Regions from separate parts of the Gossypium arboreum genome. Here region 2 is linked to region 1. Evidence: chromatin contacts called from public Hi-C data. All regions are on one chromosome and are shown on one strand. Each heading gives the region's core, a stretch centred on a gene start, on an enhancer-like site or on the middle of the called end of the contact. The rest is flanking DNA. Distances are from core to core; before and after follow the strand shown.

What was found. Hi-C and Micro-C count contacts between places; a contact is called where the count stands out from the background.
Region 2: a Hi-C map of leaf shows a contact between it and region 1, with 3 times the contacts expected there. The contact joins the promoter of LOC108480366 here to the promoter of LOC108482464 in region 1. A contact is called at or near these places in 2 of 5 Hi-C or Micro-C datasets (both in leaf).

The regions. Positions count from the first base shown.
Region 1 is chr1:98,751,164-98,755,543 of ASM2569848v2, forward strand. LOC108482464 reads left to right here and starts at 2,240. Exons shown (of 1, transcript XM_017785598.2): 1 at 2,240-3,150. The coding sequence starts at 2,269. The coding sequence ends at 3,021.
Region 2 is chr1:99,053,263-99,057,241 of ASM2569848v2, forward strand. It overlaps LOC108480366 (probable ubiquitin-conjugating enzyme E2 18), which reads left to right and starts at 2,387. Exons shown (of 6, transcript XM_017783345.2): 1 at 2,387-2,527; 2 at 2,681-2,784; 3 at 2,891-2,993; 4 at 3,097-3,160. The coding sequence starts at 2,498.

The DNA of each region.
Region 1 (4,380 bases), core at 990-3,489:
CTTAGATATTGCAATTACTATACTTTTACCAAATTAATATTTAAGTAGTACTACTTTGAAGAACTACAAATGTTACTAAATTTATCATAAAAATTATAAAGTCTATAAAAGAAATCCAATTAAAAAACTTTGAAAAACTTTAAGGGACTAAACTCAATTTTTTAAACACTAATTATAATATTAAAATAAAAAATTTAAAACTTCATGCAGTGTTAATGAAGATCTTCAAATCAAACTCCCTAAATTTGCCTCTACAAGTGGCCTAATTATTGGGTTGACCCATTTTAATCCGGAACAAATTACACCAATTTATGTAGATTTTTCATGAAATTGGTGCAACAAAACTCTTACCTGTTCCTTGATTTCATGGTAAATGATGCTTTAATAGCCTATGTCTAGAAGAAATATATATATATATATATATGATGTGGGAATGTAAATATAACTACAAATTTAGAATCGAAACTTAATCTTTTTAACCATCATGAAAGGTTTCATTTAATACATTTTAATCTAGTTTAGAAATTTATTTTTAGTATAAACTAAAATTAAAATATAATAAGATAAAACAATAAGATAAAAGATTAATATAATACAATTATTAAAAAATATGATTCAAAATTTTGTTTTGTTTAGAGTTTATCATTTGATGCGTTCAAGATCTCACTTTAAGGAAATGAGATTCTTTTTCTCCCTTATCTAAAATTCAATGGTGCTTATCAATAGGACAAACCACCCCATTATACTACTAAGGTCTCTTGGGTGGGGTTTAGCCTAGTAATAACTTAATTTGAACTCTTCCTTTAAAAAATTAGTTTAATTTAAATCTTAAATTTATCCACACCACACCTAATAACATTATTTTTAAGTTTAAATAAACATAAAAATATCTATATGAATCATGTAATCATTTCAACTTTATTGATTTTCTTAATTCGATATTCACAAACAAAACTAATTAATAGACATATTAAAAATATTCTCTAACACAATAATCTAAGTAATGCATTCCAAAATTTGTTAAGGAAAAATCAAACTAAACCTAAGTAAGCTGGTAAAGAAGAAAAACTTGGATAATGTGTTGCAAAATGTCAACTAATCCCAATGGGAACATATTAGGAAGTTTCATGCTCCATAAGGAAATGCATGATGAATCTATTAATTTCACAATTTAAAAGAAGTAATTGAAAATGTAGCAACGCATGGACCCACATTTTACTTTTTGTAAAGAGTGCGAGAGCTTAGGATATTGGTGCCACCATGGGACCCGTTCGAGCCCTTCCATGGTATTTCCTCCGGCGTGGCACCACCTAACCTATCTCACCTCCCCCCGACTCGTGGGTCTGCCTGTTTGGACCCATTTCCATTTCTTTCACTGGCTATCTTGTAAGTGTGCGAGAAACCTTAACATAATTCGGATTAAGATAGAATATTGTTTTTTATTTATTAATATCTAATATAAATATCATTATCATTCAAATGTGTAAAACTCTTATTGTGAATAGTGATTAAACATTTATTAGATATTAATGAAAAAATAATAGAATGGACCCAAACTCACATAATTCACTTTAGCTCGCTCACTTTGTCTTTTAATATTTGTAAAAGTATTATAGAGGTTTTATATTATAATTTAGATTGTATTTTAATTCATTTACTCAAAAAATAAACAAATTAATCCTTGTATATTAAATTAAAGAATAAACTAATTATTTTGTTAAAATTTTATCTATTTCTATTATTAAAAACTAATCTCTATATCGTTAGCATTTAAATACACATGATACACCAAACATTGCTCAATTTTTAAGTAAAAAAAATAAAATATAAATTAACTTTTAATAAAAAACTTTTAAAACACTATAAAACAACCTCAACGATATTTTTTACCGGATGTGCTCTCGAGAAAACTTTTAATACGGCTTGGTCATGATGCAGTGGAGTTAGAGTTATCCGAGAAGCAAAATTGAAATATTTTCATGTTTAGTTAATTAATACATTAATAATATTAAAAAGTGGGTCCATGCTTTGTTTTTTAAGGAGTTTACTAGTGTCGAGTATACCCCGCCTCTCTAGTACTCAACGTGTATATATATAAATCCCATCCAATCCATTTGAAATCATAAAGTTTCCAAAGCCCTGTATTATTAAGTACCAGCAGATTCCATCCAACTCTGTTTCTTTGTTTAATAATAATCCCTCTAGAAAGCAACCTTAAACCTTCTCCCCCATTCCCCCCCCCCCCCCTCATTTTCTTGTTAAACAAACATGGATTCCTTCGAACTTGACAACGTTAAAGCAGAGAAAGAAGATGCTTTGCGGAGATACAACATGGAGAGGAAGCTAAGGTTGGGTCTTCGCTATATGGGGTTTTTGTTGGTTTTGTTTTTGATATCATGGTCTTGGTCCCCCCCTTTGATTCCCCACATCATCGAGGTTGCCGGAGATCTTAGCCAACGTTACATCAACACTCTTAATGACCCTTTCTTCATTTTCATCCTTATGAACATCATCATCCTTGTTGTTTATATTCTGTCTACCCAGAAACAATCTACCAGCTCCGGTATCTACGATGAGTACGTGTGCTCTCACCGGAGTATAATACCCGCGGAGGCGACCGTGCTCGACAAACAAATCGTCGTGGTGGAAAATGCGGTTGATGTTGCAGAGACAAAACGCCCGCTTTCACAAATTAAACAACAACCTTGGACGACGAAGACGAAGCCTGCAATAACTTCAACTGATAAAGTGAAGCAAAAAGAGTACCGACGAACACGATCAGTGGTGTCAGAATCTGGAAAACGGCGTCCCCGCCGGGTGTATAGAAGATCGGAGACGGCAATAACGGGCAGAGAACTAGTTGTTTGTAGTGCAGAATCGGCAAGGGAAGCGATACATGAGATGAGCAATGAAGAGTTTCAGTTAAAAGTAGATAGTTTCATTGCTGAAAGAAGGAAAGCCCTAATGCAAGAAAACATTGCGCATTATACAAAATGCATGTCTATTGTGGTTAAGAATTAGCGGGGGATTAATTACACAAAAAATTAGTGATGGGAATTATTAGGTTTCGGGATTGTAATCTTGTTGAGTTGTACAGTGAATAATATTTCCCAGGTTTTCTGGGAAAAATAAAAACTCATCTTTGTTCAATTTTTAAATCCCATATAATTGAGAATTCATATTCATACAAGTTGCTTTCATTGTTCATGATAGATTTGCAATAGAATTTCAGTCAACTATATCATTTTCATGGAGTCCAACTTCCTTTTTTCATTCTTCTAAACTCGTGCTTGACTGTTTCTTTCTTTTTTACTACGTTCTAACTAATACCAACATGGAGTGGAAGAACACTATGAAATCATGAAAATCTCAAATGAAAATGGAGTAATAATATTCTAAATAAATGTATATTGAATATGACATGTTAAATCCAGAGGAAGCCCCCACAACAACAAATTTATTCTTCATAATCCCTTGAATTGACATGTTAAATCCGGTTTTAGTATCCATCAAAAGAGTAAAATCTTGCTCTACTAATTCCTTTTTCATGGTTTTTTTTTTTCCTCTTTGTTTTCAGACAAAAATATCAAAACCTTAAAAAAACATAGTTTGCCATGAATAGAAAATCAGTACCAATTAAGCTGAAAATTTTGAACCTTGTCCAAGTACAAAATAATTCAGGAAACAATTGAATTTCCATTCACCTTCCGGGCTAATGCTAAAAATTCCTATAAAAAATACATGGTTTGGTCTTCAGTGTCTGACGAAGGGACCCATTGAGATAAAAAGGAAGGGTTGAGATTGAGACGATAGTGGTTTGGTCGGTGGTCGCAGGAACTTCGCATTCATAGTGGGGTTGGAGCCCTTATGGACGGACTGGCGGATTCTTTCAACTTTGTATATCTATGGTTTTCCGATGTTTAAATTGCGTTCCCATAAACTTCTACTTTTATTTTTATTTAAAATAAATAAATTAATTTTTTACATTAAATCTAAAAGTAAATTATTTTTCTATTACAAATTTTATTATTTTTATTATTAAAATTTGTTTTATATGTCAATAGGAGATATATGTGATATGTCACATATTATTATTTAGTTATTCTATCAATTATCTAGTTTTTAATAATAAAATAGATAAAATATTTAATGAAATAACTAATTTACTTTTTAAATTTTTATACAAGAACTAATTTATTTAATTTTTAAATAAAAATAAAATAAAATATAACTTTCTATTATATTTATACAGTAACGATTTTCATTTTATATTTATTGAAGATACAAGTAGTAATTGTTATACTAAATATTAATAAATGAAAAAAATAAAGATTGCGATATGATATTAGGATAGCATTGGACATAGGTTACCTTGTAATG
Region 2 (3,979 bases), core at 1,137-3,636, 300 kb after region 1:
AAAACACATCATATGACTCATAAAATTGTACGATATCTCTATGTAAGTGTAGCACGTATGCTCACACTCTCCAAACACACCACGCTATCTACGGTGAATAGAGCTATGCTTGACATTCTTTTATCTCTCCAACGCTATCGCTGGGCTACAATGTCCAATACATAATAAAAAGGGTGAGTACTCATAATCCTATGGCATGACAATGATATCTAATGGTTTCAAGTGTTCACATTGCCAACATATCTAATTAATCACATTTTATCACACAATATAATTGGCTCGCATTACTGTTGAGCTCGCACTTAGCATTTCACAATAATATAATTTTGCACTAATCAAAACTCGCAATATCTTAAATCTCATAATTTACTTACAAGTTTGTGCATACATAAATGCGCATTATCAATAAAATTCATATGTTATAAAAATTCATATTATAATATTTGTTTTTTTTTTCGTTCACAAGTATTATAAAATCATATGCAAATATATATTACATATATATACATACCTATTTAATGACATTTGTCACATCAACTTTAGCATACATTAAAACTCTCATATACATTTATATATATTAGATAAAACAAAACCTATAAATATATATTATACAATAAAACCCACACTTATAATATATATATATATATATATATATATATGCATATGTATATTATATTATATATAAACATTAAAACCCATTACTATATACTATATATAGAATAAAGCCCATGTATATTATAAGTTCATGCATTTTGTACCATAAAATCGCTTTGTGTATATACTCAACGATTTAACTAAAATTGTAAGGATTTGTATAAGAAAGAAGTCAAGGTTTGCTTACTATAAGTGGGGGTTCGCAAGCCACACTTCTACTCTCTAGATTTCTCAATTCATGCTAAAACACGACATACAAATGCACTCATCTATAGCTCACCACGGCTCGTCGAATTAGACAACTTTTTGCTTGCCTTTATCCCGGTTTGTTGAGGCTTCACTAATGTTTTCAACTTCACACAAAAATATACATATTACTAAGCATTCGAAAACAATCTAACTTATCTCTTTGTGTTCATACAACGGCTCTCGAGTCAGACATACTTATTCGGTTTATTTTATACAATTTATTTAGCTTAATTTATTCTTTTTAACTTATTAAATCTTTAATTTCTACCTCATAACCTCTTAACTTGTTTCTAATTATAGATCTAGGCCGATAATTCAACTCAATTTTACTAGACACTATTTTTCTCGAAAGACCACCATTCATCCTCATTCTAAAAAAAAACCATTTAATTTATACAATTACTTAAAGATTTTGATAAATTGAATTTGTAAACCTCTTAATCTCGTTAAAATATATTAAAAATTATTTTAAAAACATTTCTTAGCTCTTTATTACGAGATTCACTATTTTTATGCAAAATATATCTTTAAAATCATAAATTTTAATTTTCTTGCTTAGATTTATGAAAATTCAAATTAAAAACACCTAATAAAAATTTAATACATAAGATAACAATAGATTTGCCTTTAATTCAAAAAGTCCACGAATTTGCACCATTGAGCAAAAACAAGCTAAGTTTAGGTGAGAAATTGGAGAAGAAAGAGTGATTTTTTTGCAAAATTGAAAGAATAGAGAGGGTTCGGATGCCAAGAAAATATAAAAGATGCTTTTTTTAAAAATTGGACTATTTGCCCTCTAAATCCTCTCCTATTTCTCCCTTGTTCTAATAACTCTCTTTTAATAATTAGTCTTAATTTACACATTTAACCTCTACTTTAACCATTATTTCAAATTAATCTTTATTAATTTTTATTAATGCCCGATTATTGATATCATTAATATTTAATTTAATTATTATTGATATTATTATTAACTAATTATTTATTTTATCCTATTTTAATTTCTAAGATATAAAACTTGATTTTCTCTTGAGCCCACAATCTAATGTCCGTTTCTACTAATTCAATTTTCGGGATGTAGTATTGAGTCTCAACTAATTTATCCATAATATATACATTATCTAAATATAAAATTTCAAATTCAAATTTCGTAGGTTTGAAAACAGTAAAAAGTAATATGTGATAAGTTTTAATTAATTTATTATAAAATGAAAAAATCAATATTAATATTATAAAAGAAACTTATCAACTACTGCTTAATTACTTTTGAAAATGAAGCAGAATTAATTATGGTAATATCGAATATTCCACAGACTTTTTAACATATTCGTGTTTTTCTTTAATAAATATAAGTAATTGAATTTAAGGAAAATATAAGTTGCAATACAGTGTAGCACCCAATCCTCTCCATGCCACGTTGATCGACCAATTTACCGTATTACACTGCCTTTTTGTTCGATTTACTGACATTTTTCTCCAAAATTCTCGAGCAATAATAATTGACATTTACAGCGCTAGACTGGGCCTAGTATATAAATTACAGCAGATGGCACCGTCCTTTTTCATTTTTCTCTAGCTTGCTCGCGCAGAAGCCATGACTAGCTCCTCCGCTCATTCACGCAAGGTTTCTATATTTTTTCTAAAAGAATTTTTATGTTATCTTTCTGCCCTAGTTGAGGTTGCGTCCGCCAATTCTTTTGATTTATTTTCTTTTTTGTTTCTCTATTTGTTTGATTTTTTTTTTTTACTCTTTTTGTTTGGAGTATGCTTTTCGTAGGCTTTAAGCAAGATCGCATGTAATAGACTCCAGAAAGAATTAGTGGAATGGCAAGTTAATCCACCCACTGGATTCAAGCATAAAGTCACTGATAATCTCCAAAGGTTTTTTTCCTTTTTGTTTGCTATTTTAATTAACTTTTTCTGGATAATTCTTTTAATAGAGGGGTTTTAATCTGTAAATATTTGGATTTTTATTTTCGATGGAAAGATGGATAATCGAAGTCAACGGAGCCCCTGGAACGCTTTATGCTAATGAAACTTATCAGCTTCAGGTTGATTTTCCTGAGCATTATCCTATGGAGGCACCCCAGGTACCTCATTTACTTTCCATTTCCTTATTGTTTTGTTCTGAGTAAACAGTGGAATTGAAGATTTATGAATGGAGATTGTGGTATTCTTTTGTTGATTGAGCAGGTGATTTTCATTCCTCCTTCGCCATTACATCCTCACATTTATAGCAATGGACATATTTGTTTAGGTATTTTATAGGGTTTGTTTTTCCGTTAATCATTGCTGGACTCGGTGATTTGTTGAGGATAATTTGTTGTTTTACTTGTATCTAACTACAATTATCTTGAACAGCTAGTCTTTTTTAATCTCACTGCTTGGGGTATATGTGATGTTTACAGCGGATGGAGAATGTTTATTTGAGAAGTTTGCAGAACGTGATATGATTATTTCTAATCATAATTGTACTGGTTCTTTTTTTGACATATCGCTTTGAGTTCCTTGACACCCTCTCTCCTTTATGGATACAGTGTTTCCATTAGTCATGTGGTATTTGTAAATTACAGTTCAAATTGTCATGATAAATTTCGATAAATGATATCTGCATAAATGGGAGGTCATTTAATGTTCCATTGGTATTGTGTATGATTAGCACTTTCCTTGGATGTAAGACTAACTACGTAATCGACATAGCATCTTATATCATTGTTCATAGTAGTTCTTGAGCCATCTATTTATATTGGAACTATTCACTTATGGTGTTATGTTGCCATTTCCATCATTCATTTTTCTAGTCAAGCTGTGAGCCTGAGAGTATATTAAGATTTGCTCAGAAATGTCTAGTATATTATATTGCTAGACTGATAGAGGATAAGTTTCTCCCCATGTTTTTCTTTCAGAGGTGACTTGCTAGAGAGTTTATGAGTTTTTTTGTCGCTGTCCTATGCTTGGAGATGCTCTGTTCTAGCATATTACTAGTTATGGAAGATGTTGAAGAGAGGTTGCTTGGTCACCTAATGGAAATATTAATTAGGAGAAAAATATTTACTGGAAGGTGTCTAAGAGAGCT